3 separate regions of the Mus musculus genome follow, and all the other regions are linked to region 1. Evidence: chromatin contacts called from public Hi-C data. All regions are on one chromosome and are shown on one strand. The core of a region is the stretch at or near the end of the contact, and the rest is flanking DNA. Distances in the headings are between cores, read along the strand shown. Region 1 overlaps Psd3 (pleckstrin and Sec7 domain containing 3). Region 2 has its middle 47 kb from the start of Nat3. Region 3 has its middle 55 kb from the start of Nat1.

Region 1 (3,605 bases), core at 32-2,531:
AATGAAAAACATAGTTTTTATAATCATGAATTATACTTTACATTCTGAGAAAATTTATTGGAAATAGTGGCATTTACATTTTTGTGGTTCCTTTTACTATTGAACTAATAGAGGATAGCTAGATTTTTGTGTTTGCTTTTACACTTAATCTGTTGCAATATGTCAAAAGTTATATAGCGCCAAATTCCTTAGTGACCACTTGTGAGAGACTGTGAGTGAAACAGTAAATGCTTTTAGTATTAGAACAGTACAGGTTAGAGCTTATTAAAGCCTGGGACAATGACCCCAGCACTCAAAACTCATATAGTACTTGATGTCTTTTACCACATTCAGTGGCAATATAGTACAGGAAAGGTGCAGAAAACCCCACCAAGATCGTGTCTTTCCTTAATGTTGGATTTTCCTTTTATTTTCTTAATGGTTTTTGAGACAGGGTTTCTATGTGTAACACTGGCTATACTGGAACTTACTCTGTAGAACAGGATGGCCTCGAACTCTGCCTGCCTCTACCTACCAGATGGTGGGATTTAAAAGAGGTGTGTGTCACCACCATGTGGTTGGATTATCAACCTCTTAAATCTGTGATTGTAGTTTCTGAAAGAAGATACTTATATTGCAGACGCCTGCTTTTAAAAAAATGTGTCTATTTTGAGATTATAATTTAATTATATTCACCCCTTCACTTTCCTTCCTTCAAATCCTCACATACTTCCCCCCACTCCCCTTCAAATCCATGGCCTCTTTTTAAATGATTTGTTTCTGTGTGCATATAAGTATTTATATTACTAGTGAATCATTATGTTACTTTATACCTGTGATAGGGGAAATAGGACCTGGGAGCTCCACAGAGAAGGGCAGGGAGGTAAATACAGAAGAAAGCTGGAAGCAGTAAGGCAGAACAGTGGGATCCAAGGGGTCTCATGGGGGAACTGGTGAGGGAACCGCCTAGGGAAGGGAGGGGGGTAAGCACAGGAGCAGGAGGAAGGGGATAGATAGCAACATCGATAACTCAAAAGGCAGACATCATTATTTCTTTAGAAAACACCGTGGCACATAATTAAGTCTATACTTAAGTATATATAGTTTTAAGGAACTTTCTCATCTAGGCTAATAGTACACCCTGAAAAGCTAAAGGAAAAAACCCAGTACCAGACATGAGAAGTCCTCTTTGAATTTTTGGCCAGGGTGCTTTGAAATTGCAATGGCTTCTGCTTTGCCCTCCAGTGGTGCATCTAAAAAGATGGACACCTGAGGGCAGCATAACCTAATTCCACTTCCATGAGCGGCAAACAAGCAAAACCAGAGCTTTATAGCAGTGCTACTTCACCGAAGTAATTACCAAGTCAGTAGTATACTTTTCCTCGTTTGTTGTAACATGTTGGCGGAGGTGGAATTGTGTGGGAGGGTATGCCGGCTGTGTTCTAATAGCTCAAGATTTATGAGGCTGGGTTGTACCCGTAGACAATGAGAGCTGTTAGTTTCTCCGAAAGCACACTTTCCACAAAGCTCCAGTTCTTAACACTATTAAACTTAATTCCATGGTCATTCTACTTAATTCTTCAACCCCTAACTTGGAATCTACTCTGTGGTCCACTTTCATGGGCTCTACTGGTCCCTCTAGATCAGAGAATACTAGATTATAGTTGAAACTTGATAGAAGGCTCCATAGTTTTTGTCAGGAGCAGTATGCTTTTTTTTGCTAAGTTTTTGTTTTGTTTTGTTTGTTTAGTTAGAGCTTGCGTTAGCATTGTGAGCAAAAGTCTCTGTTTCCCACATTTTCATGCATTATAGCACAAGTTTGTAGCTCTTTTTCTAATGGAGTAGAGGAAAATCTATGAAGTAAGGGAAAACCTGAAATTGCTATTAGATCTTCTAGGATTTTTCATCTATTTCAATGCTAACTTATGTTAGACTACAGGTGAGCAAAATAGTAATTACAGGCAAAAATTCATCTCGTGTATGTGTGTGTGTAAAGTTTTATTGGGACACATTCACAGCTACTTTTAAAATCTTTACATAGTGATGACAGTGTTGAGCAGTTGTTATTGAGAACATATGGCCTGCAAAGCCTGAAATATTAGCTGCCTGGTTCTTTATAGAAATTTTTAGAATTTGTGTGTTTAAGATTTCTGTAAGGGAAAGGATCAATAAGATAAAAAGCCAACCAACAGATTGGGAAAAGAACTTTACCAATCCTAAATCTGATAGGGGGCTAATATCCAATAGATACAGAGAACTCAAGAAGTTAGACTACAGAAAACCAAATAACCCTATTAAAAATGGGGTTCAGAGCTAAACAAAGAATTCTCAAAATGGAGGAATACCAAATGGCTGAGAAGCACCTGAAAAAATGTTCAACATCCTTAATCATCAGGGAAATGCAAATCAAGACAACCCTGAGATTCCACCTCACACCAGTCAGAATGGCTAAGATCAAAAATTCAGGTGACAGCAGTTGCTGGCGAGGATGTGGAGAAAGAAGAACACTCCTCCATTGCTGGTGGGATTGCAAGCTGGTACAACCACTCAGGAAATCAGATTGGTGGTTCCTCAGAAAACTGGACATAGTACTACTGGAAGATCCAGCAATTCCTCTTCTGGGAATATACCCAGAAGATGCTCCAACTTGTAATAAGGACACATGCTTCACTATGTTCATAGCAGCCTTATTTATAATAGCCAGAAGCTGGAAAGAACCCAGATGTCCCTCAACAGAGGAATGAATACAGAAAATGTAGTACATTTGCACAATGAAGTACTATGCAGCCATTGAAAACAATGAATTTACGAAATTCTTGGGCAAATGGATAGATCTGGAGGATATCATCCTAAGTGAGGTAATCCAATCACAAAAGAACACACATGCTATGCACTCTCTGATAAGTGGATATTAGCCCAGAAGCTCAGAATACCCATGATATATTTGCAAAACACATGAAACTCAAGAAGAATGAAGACGAAAGTGTGGATACTTCGACCCTTCTTAGAAAATGGGAACAAAATACCCATGGAAGAAGTTTCAGAGACAAAGTTCAGAGCAGAGACTGAAGGAATGACCATCCAGAGACTGCCCCACTTGGGGATCCATCCCATAAACAACCACCAAACCCAGACACTACTACAAATGCCAACAAGAGCTTGCTGACAGGAGCCTAATATAGCTGTCTCCTGAGAGGCTCGGCCAATGCCTGGCAAATACATAAATGGATGCTCACAGTCACCCATTGGACAGAGCACAGGGTCCCCAATGAAGGAACTAGGGAAAGTACCCAAGGAGCTGAAGGGGTTTGCAGCCCATAGGAGGAACAATAGTATGAACTAACCAGTACCCCCAGGGCTCCCTGGGACTAAACCACCAATCAAAGAAAACACATGGTAGGACTCATGGTTCTAGCTGCATATGTAGCTGAGGATGGCCTAGTTGGTCAACAATGGGAGGAAAGATTCTTGGTCCTGTGAAGGTTCTATGCCCCAGTATAGGGGAATGCCAGGGCCAGGAAGCAGGAGTAGGTGGGCTGGGGAGCAGGGTGGGGTGCAGGGGAGGGGATAGGAGATTTTCTGAGGGGAAGCTAGGAAAGGGGATAACATTTGAAATGCAAATAAAG
Region 2 (3,965 bases), core at 1,077-3,576, 330 kb after region 1:
CTTTTTCTAAGAATGGACATACTGAGTTCCAGATAAGGAGCAAGAAGATGAAGGAGGCAGGGGCTTCTTTCAAAGTTATTTCGAATAAATTGTGTACTTCATTTTTTAAAAATCCCATCCTTTGTGTTAGTTTTGTTGATAAGCAATTTCTACAAGTAACTTGGAATAGAAAAAGAAATTTTAGTGAAGTTTCACAGCCCTTTGAAACTGTCACTACAATTTGGCCTTTAAAATAGACTATACACTTTAGAGAAAATTTAGATTGACAGATAAAGTTGGTGGAAAGTCCAGATAAGCTCTATCTTCCCAGATAAGCACGTGCTGAGCCTTCCCTCTGCCAGCACCGCACCAGCATGCCACATGCTCTCCAGTCGGCAAATCTGTATTAGCAGATCAGCATCTTTCAAGACCAGCCTTTACAGAGGGGTTACTTTGGGTGCCTTAATATATTTTGTGAGTTTTACAGACCATCACTGATGTGCACCCAGCATTATTGCCAAATACCACGTGGCTGCACTGTTTCAAAAGATCCACGGTGTGACTATTTACCCTCCCTTTCCTCTAAACCCTGTCAGTCAGCGACCTTTTCCATTACTCAGTACTTTGCCTTTGCCTGAAGGTCATATATTCACATCTACACAGTATACAGACTGGCTTCTTTCTGTTAGGAACAGTCAGTAATTTTCCTGTATATCTTTACAAAGCCTGATATAATTTCCTCTTGGCATTGGACAATAATCACCTTCATTCCACCACAGTGGTTCATTCAGCGGCTAGAGGATATCTTGACTGCTTCTGTGTCTTAGCAATTATAAACAAAAGTAGTATAGCACCTGTCTAAGGACTTTATATGGGAATTACACTTAAATTAATAAATGGCAAGAAACAAAATTTTTTTGAGTTTCAATGTAAGACACCTTTAGTGTTATGGTATACTGCCACATTGTCTTCCAAAGTCGATACATCACTTTTTGTTGATGTCAGCGCTGAGTAAGCGTTCCTGGTGCTACACATCTCACCAAGATTCAGTGTTGTCACTGTGCTGAATAATGACTTTTAAAATCACATAGTGATATTAGATTGCTGTTTTAATTTTTACTTTACCGTGTGTGTCACCTTTTCATATATTTAATTTCTATCTATTTAACTTTTTTGATGGATTTTTCGACTGAACATCTATGGATTCAAATTTGAACAATTCTGTGAAATTGAAAATTAGGTCCTTTATGTTCTTATTATTGGGTTTTAAGAGTTCTTTGTGTGCATTAGTATGTGCACATACAACTGAATGCATACTTATGTTTATTTTATATGGATGAGTCCAAATGAGCTTTAATTATTGAATTTAACATAATTTGACATAGCTTAAAGTTATATGTGAAAGCAATCTGAGTCAAGTGTTTGTCTCAATCAGACAGGCCTGCAGGAGTGTCTGTAGGGGCCTGGTTTGATTTTTAGCTGATATAGAAGGGTCCAGGCTACTGAGTATAGCATCATTTCCTAGACCAGTTGTCTTGAGCTATTTAAGAAAGCCAGCTAAGCAGAAGTCTATCTGTATGCTAGCAATTAATGTTCCCTCATCATTTCTGCTTCAAGATTTTGCTTGAATTCCTGTTCTGACTTTCTTAAATCATGGACTGTAATCTGTAAATTGAAATATATCACCCTTCCTTTGCTTAATTGATTTTGATTAGAGGGAAGAAACTAGCCTCGATGTAGCCCAGGCTGGCCTTGAACTTGTGTGTAGCTAAGGATGACCTTGAACTTCAGATCCTCCTGTCCTACCTCCAAGTGAGAATCTGCTACCATACCAAGTTTGTGGGTGATGGTTATCAAGCCCAAAGGTTTTTGCATGCTAGGCAAACTCTTTACAAACTATGATACATCCCAGCCCCAGTTCTTGGATAACTTTATGGATAAATGTTCTTTTCAATGTCTTTCACAAATATTTTGTCCTAATGTATCACTTGGCTTTTAATTCTTTCAGAGTAGAAAAGAATAATTTTACTGAAATCATGTATTTTTTCTTTTTATGGATTGTGGCTTCAGAAATGCAACTTTAAAATTGCATTTTGGAATATAAACACACTACATTTTTTTAAGAATAGGAAAAATAAAGTGTTCTTATATCGAAATGGAACTAAAGTAGAATTCAGTGATGAATATTTGGGCAAAAAACATCTAAATAGTTCAACATACTTCTATATTATACCAGGGCTATGTATGTCTTACTGAAACTATACCCTGAGACCTTTAAAGAGGGCTATGGAGCTATAAGGGAGGGCCCTTTGTAGAGTTACCTAACATCAGGGAAAACAGCCTCTTAATCTACTGTGGTGCAATGCTGATGAAAGGTCTGATGTCCTGGCAATCTGAAACTGCAGGCAACAGTTAGAAGCAATGAAGCATTCGATAAGAGCAAGAGTTGCTACGGAAACATAGATCGATCTTAACTGTCTAAGAGTAAGAACTACAAACAAGTAAACCCAGACATTTCTATTTCAGAGTAGAATTTTTTTGAATGGAATGTTCACACCTAACACTATGCATATTAAAATTACATATCAAAAGCACTCAGTTGGTAGTCTAAAAAATTCTCAAGGAAGCAAATGGAATTCGTCTACAAAAGAAAATAAAGGAAACTCAACTTCAAGGTCTTGGTGAATTAAGACATTGATAAGCCACAAATTCAGTACAATTGCTTCCACTTGAGAATTATTTTTTAAATTTTGTTTTATGTGTATGAGTGTTTTCCTACATGTATATCTACATGGCACAAATATGCTTGATGTCAACTGATGCCAGGAGTCAGAGCTCATGGAACTGGGGTTACAAAGCCATGTGGGTGCTAGAACTTAAACTCAGGTCCTCTGCAAAGACAGTCAGAACTTTCAACTACTAAGCCATCCATGCAGCCCCATAAGAATCCTTTTAATGGATCCCTTAAGCTTTGTTTTAGTTAAAATCCATTAAAATGCAGCATGGCCCATTATTCTTTTGACTCTTTAAAGCTGTCCCTTTAGGGCAGGTGGTAGCTGAAAACTTCAATGTTTGTAGAAGGATTTTTATGCTAGATAGAAACAAATGTAAAATATTTTCTGAATTAAGACTCATGTTTAAGCTCTCTGGAGTATGACCTCTCCTATGCCCCAGAATCTTTAATGATCCCTCTCCAGAAGCCCTGATGTTTTTGCTAAAGTCTCCTAAAAATGGGTTGTGATGGAAAATGAGCCAGACAATAGCATTTTTTAATTTCATGGAAGAAAGTCTTGAAAACTAGCATTTTTAGTTTAAGATAAAGAGCATTCACTGTTTAAAATCCCAGATGAAAGCCTGTTGCATGTTGGCAGGTATGAGTAAGTATGTGAGTATACGTGCGTGTGTGTATATGTGTGTGTGTGTGAGAGAGAGAGAGCGTACACATGCAAATGAGGCTGATCATGACAGTATCTTTGTTGTGAGATAACTTTTGTTAACTTATAACGTGTTCCCCACTCCACTCCGGACGGCTGGCTGGGCGGGAGCTTTGCAGATAGTGTAGTGTGTGTTTCCTGAGACTGCTTTCTCCATTTCGCCAACAACCTGGCTGCCTGACTGTTTCTAGCTGACTTCATCTGTGACTTGATCAATTGTCTCTGGTTTATGAGATAAGAAGTCATGCTTTGCCCCTGAGCAGATGGCTTAGTTAGGAAGAGAGCTTGCTGTTTAAGCAGGAGAGCCTCAGCTTAAATCCCTAGCACCTTTCTAAAGAGCTGGGCTAGGGTGAGCCTGTTCATAACCCAGTGCTGCTGGCATCAAGCACAGGGATATCTGGGCTTGGGGCCCATAGGCTTAAGTTCAGGTTCAAAAAGAATCTTGTGTCAAGGAATAAAATGAAGAGTGGAAGAGCAGAATACCTGATATCCTTCTCTAGCATCTAATTGTTTGTACATGGGGATTCATCAGTCCCCATATGTGCATGCACA
Region 3 (3,853 bases), core at 374-2,873, 460 kb after region 1:
ATATCAGAAATAGGCAGAATATCAGAAATCAGGCAGGACATGTGGAAAGACAGATATGTTACAGAAGAAGGAGGAGGCATCAACCTCACTTTGCAGCAAACCACCACTCTGTCACCGCTTAGCCCAGTCTTGTGGAAACTATATTGCTCTTTTTATAAAGGAGCAGCCATTATAATCTAAGTACCTTTGAAAGAGCCCGACACTGATTCACTATGGAATTATACATCAACGTGAGCATCTATTGGAGCAAGACATCTTAAATTTATAGAAGTACTAATACTAATAACTAATAATTAGAGAGACTTTTGTTTCTTGTTCTTACACAAAGAGGACTTCAGCTTTTTAAACACAGAGGACACATGTCTTCACTCCTCTTGCTTCACTTTTGTCCTGGAGTGAATGAGATTTCTTTAACCATGTTCCATAAGCACTTCTTTTTATGAAGGTAAAATGTACATAACAAAAACTGATGTTCTAACTTTTTTTTTTAAGCTTGAGAATTTATCAGACACAGAGGGTAACTAGAGCAAATTTACAAAATGGCTATTAGGTTACCTTCAATCTAAGAAGAAGGTGCCATTTTTCCTGCAAGCAATATATAAATAGTTAACAGAATTACCTTCCCATTTAGTCAGTTCTGGAAGATGAAAAGAGAACATCTCAAAGGGGTTTTGTGTAATTCAGGAAAGGACTTACTTGGGTGAAGTATAGCTAACAAAATTAGGGTTATCAGAACATCTGCTTAACAGGGAGGGTAATTTTCAAACTATTAGCTGAAGTTTGAGGGGGCCACAAATTTAATTACCTGAAGTCTGGCCTTTGGTATCCCTTTTGAAGAGCCATAAGAGGCTCTTGGATGGCTCACAGCTCCAAATCAGGTTGTCTTACATATCACCTTATGCCTTTTATGGAAACTAGAGACACAGAAACCCAGATAATATTCCCTGGAATTTACAGCCATTGGGATATTTAACAAAGCCTAATAAGGCCACTTCCTGTCTGACTTTATTTCTGTTGACATGACAGATACCATGACAAGAAGCAACACAAGGAAGGGAAGCATTTATTTGGCTTACAATTTCAGGTCACAGTCCATTACTTCAGGGAAGTCAAGGCTGGAATGCAGTCAGTCACATCACAGCCACAGTTGAGGGCAAGGAGTGTGCAGGATTGCTTGTTCTCAGCCACTTCCTCCCTCTTATATTGTCCAGGACTCCTTGCTTTGGTAATTTTGACACTTGCAGTGGGCTGGGTCTTCTTACATCAATTAAAAATCAAGGCAATATGTCATAGACATACCGTGGTAGTTTGAATCTAACTGGCTCTTATAGGCCCAATAGGGAGTAACACTATTAGGAGATACAGCCTTGTTGGAGGAAGTATGTCACTGTGGGGGTCTGCTACTATAGGGTTGTAGGCCCACTCCACTCCATCATTGGGCACGGCCACTTGGGAAGGCAGAATGGGGGGAGTTTGACTGCCCTTATCCTGTGCCACTACCCTAGTGGTGGTGTGTGCTGGGCTGTACAGAAGCTCAGAAATACTGCTCCAGAAGGGGGAAAGTGCAGTCTGAGATGTGGGAAAGCTGGAAGTGGTTTGTGGGGTCCCTGGACTTGTGATGAGGTCAGGGTCTTGCGGTTCTCAGGGTCTTGAGCATCCAGGCACTGCTGGGACTCACAGAAGAGCAGAGAGCAGAGTCAGGGCCTGCAGGCTGGAGACAGCGTCTAGCCAGAGCCACAGGGTAAAGGGATGCACGGCTCTCTCTCATGGGGTGATTGTCTTTAGTTTGGCTGTGGTTATGGCTGGAAACACAGAGGGACCTTCTACAGGAGAGTAGGCTGTGCCTCTGTACAGGAAGACCTTTTTCATGGCTCCCCATTGTGGATCTTGGTATAAAGAGACATTCTAAGGTTTATTGTCATGGTGGAAAATGGATGCATAAACCATACCCCGTTTCTCATGGTAGGCCTGAGATTAAATACCTTTGTAGGGAGGAATGTCTGGGATGGGAAGCTTATTGGCGAGGCCCCCAGGCCTCTAGATACCTCATAAGCTTGGAGAACTCTGTTTCGGGACTATGTGAGAAGCATGGCACATGATCCAACTCAGGAGGGTGGCAGGGAGCAGAGTCACCTCAGCCTCAGGCGCATGACCACTGAGTCTCTGCGTCTGGACCTGCTCTCCCTTCCCAGACTTTCTGGCATGGTTTTATGCCCACAGGTTTTGAGGTCTCAGATACGCTAAGCCACATCCAGTGGGAAAATCTCTCCTTGCTCCCTTTGGATCAAGATGTAGAACTCTTGGCTCCTTCTCCAGCACCACATCTGCCGGCAAACCGCCATGCTTCCTGCCATGATGATAATAGACTAAACCTCTGAAACGGTAAACAAGCCAGTCACAATTAATGTTTTCCTTTATAAGAGTTGCCATTGGAGTGACTGCTGTGCTGGTGAGTGTGGGGGATAACCAATGGGGGGAGGGGACTCCCCATTCTCAGAGGAGAATGGGAAGGGGAAATGAGAGAGGAACTTCGAGAGTTGGAGGGGAAGAGGGGCTGATATTGGGATGTAAAGTTAAGTAATTAATGCAAAGAAAGAGTTGCCTTAGTCATGGTGTCTCTTCTCAGTAATGAAACCCTAAGACACATGCTCACAGGTCAAACTAATCTAGATAATTCCTAGTTAAGGCTTTCTTCTGAAATGAGTTTTATGTTGTCAGCTAAAACTAACTAGCATGCTTCCAAGTGGTGTGAAGCTGGTCTTCTGGATCGACTGCCTGTAGCTCTTTTAGATCATCAGGTTTTTTCAGATAAACTGGGTCAAGATAATTCTGATTTTGAGGCTTGGAGGAATTTTGTTCAAGGCTAGTTGGCTTTGTCTTAGACTTTAAGGCATAATCAGGGCCCAGGATTTCTGAATCAGGGACCCTATCAGAAGTTAAAAATGGCCTCTCAGGCTGGAGATATGGCTCAGCAGTTAAGAGCACAGATGGCTCTATCATTAGCGACTGAGACCTGTGTCCCAACACCCACATGGTCACAACCCTCTGTAACTCCAGGTCCAGGGTATCTTATAACCTCCACAGTCAGCAGGCATGGATGTGGTGATGTGGGTATATGCATGCAGGCAAAACACTCCTAGTCATAAAATAAAATAAATATTTTTTTTAGAAATGGCTTCCCATAGATAAGTTTGTAGGAATTTAGTTGTTGCTCAGATGTAGGTACTGTTCATACTCATAAGGCTGATGGTTATGAGGTCCCCTGGGAGAGTTTAGTTGAAGTCTCTTTAGAGTTAATTCAACCCATCCAATTTCCCTGAGGAAATGGGTCCTCCAGGCTGAGTGTAAGTGGTGTAGCACTAGAAAGACTCAATCTTTTGAGCTGGGAGTGCCAGGGGATGCCCATCTATTACCCTGTCTAAGTTCCACTGTGACGTGGCCTCTTCCTCCTCTTCCTCCTCTTCAGCCATTTACAATACAACCATTTCTATTAGTAAACCACAAGAGAATGGAGTTATTTGAGGGCTTATCTCAAAGATGAGGCCTATTGAGACATATCTACTCTCTGGTTTCTATACACAAATGGAGAGGAGGCTCCCTGAGAAGCAGTAGGTGGTTGTGTGTTAAGGACCCTAATCTAGTATGTCCATCCTGAAACATACACTGATGTTGTTTTATGCCACCCCTGCTCTCAAGTAATCCTGTCTGAATGTGAGTGTGGCCTTCTAAAGTTTGACCTAACCACAGGCTGTTAGCTTTTTATCCTAAGGGTGCAATGGCTGCCACAACTCAGAGGTACTAGGCTATTTATGAACAAGCCTCAGATGTTTTAGAGAAACAAGCCACTAGCACT

What was found. Hi-C and Micro-C count contacts between places; a contact is called where the count stands out from the background.
Region 2: a Hi-C map of the G1E-ER4 cell line shows a contact between it and region 1, with 6 times the contacts expected there. The contact joins two enhancer-like sites. A contact is called at or near these places in 3 of 484 Hi-C or Micro-C datasets (the G1E-ER4 cell line and nephron progenitors).
Region 3: a Hi-C map of the G1E-ER4 cell line shows a contact between it and region 1, with 9 times the contacts expected there. The contact joins two enhancer-like sites. A contact is called at or near these places in 4 of 39 promoter capture datasets (the 3T3-L1 cell line, HPC-7-derived erythroid cells, embryonic stem cells and 1 more), 9 of 15 datasets of contacts at CTCF or cohesin (the G1E-ER4 cell line, the NIH/3T3 cell line, embryonic stem cells and 5 more), 216 of 484 Hi-C or Micro-C datasets (the 3T3-L1 cell line, 3T3-L1-derived adipocytes, the AML12 cell line and 112 more), 25 of 115 datasets of contacts at active chromatin or transcription factors (the NIH/3T3 cell line, PVALB interneurons, acute myeloid leukemia and 17 more) and 4 of 9 other capture datasets (adipose tissue, embryonic stem cells, liver and 1 more).

What each region holds. Positions count from the first base shown.
Region 1 is chr8:67,894,252-67,897,856 of GRCm38.p6, reverse strand. The region is part of intron 8 of Psd3 (pleckstrin and Sec7 domain containing 3); the gene reads left to right. Among named protein-coding and RNA genes, the nearest start is that of Gm32888, 32 kb to the right of the region's middle. Within about 2 kb of position 1,281, at least 5 of the 459 cell types and tissues checked have an H3K27ac peak or open chromatin away from gene starts, as enhancers often do. A contact at or near this core is called in the G1E-ER4 cell line, where this site is marked.
Region 2 is chr8:67,568,957-67,572,921 of GRCm38.p6, reverse strand. No RefSeq gene overlaps it. Among named protein-coding and RNA genes, the nearest start is that of Nat3, 47 kb to the right of the region's middle. Within about 2 kb of position 2,326, at least 13 of the 459 cell types and tissues checked have an H3K27ac peak or open chromatin away from gene starts, as enhancers often do. A contact at or near this core is called in the G1E-ER4 cell line, where this site is marked.
Region 3 is chr8:67,433,926-67,437,778 of GRCm38.p6, reverse strand. No RefSeq gene overlaps it. Among named protein-coding and RNA genes, the nearest start is that of Nat1, 55 kb to the left of the region's middle. Within about 2 kb of position 1,623, at least 3 of the 459 cell types and tissues checked have an H3K27ac peak or open chromatin away from gene starts, as enhancers often do. A contact at or near this core is called in the G1E-ER4 cell line, where this site is marked.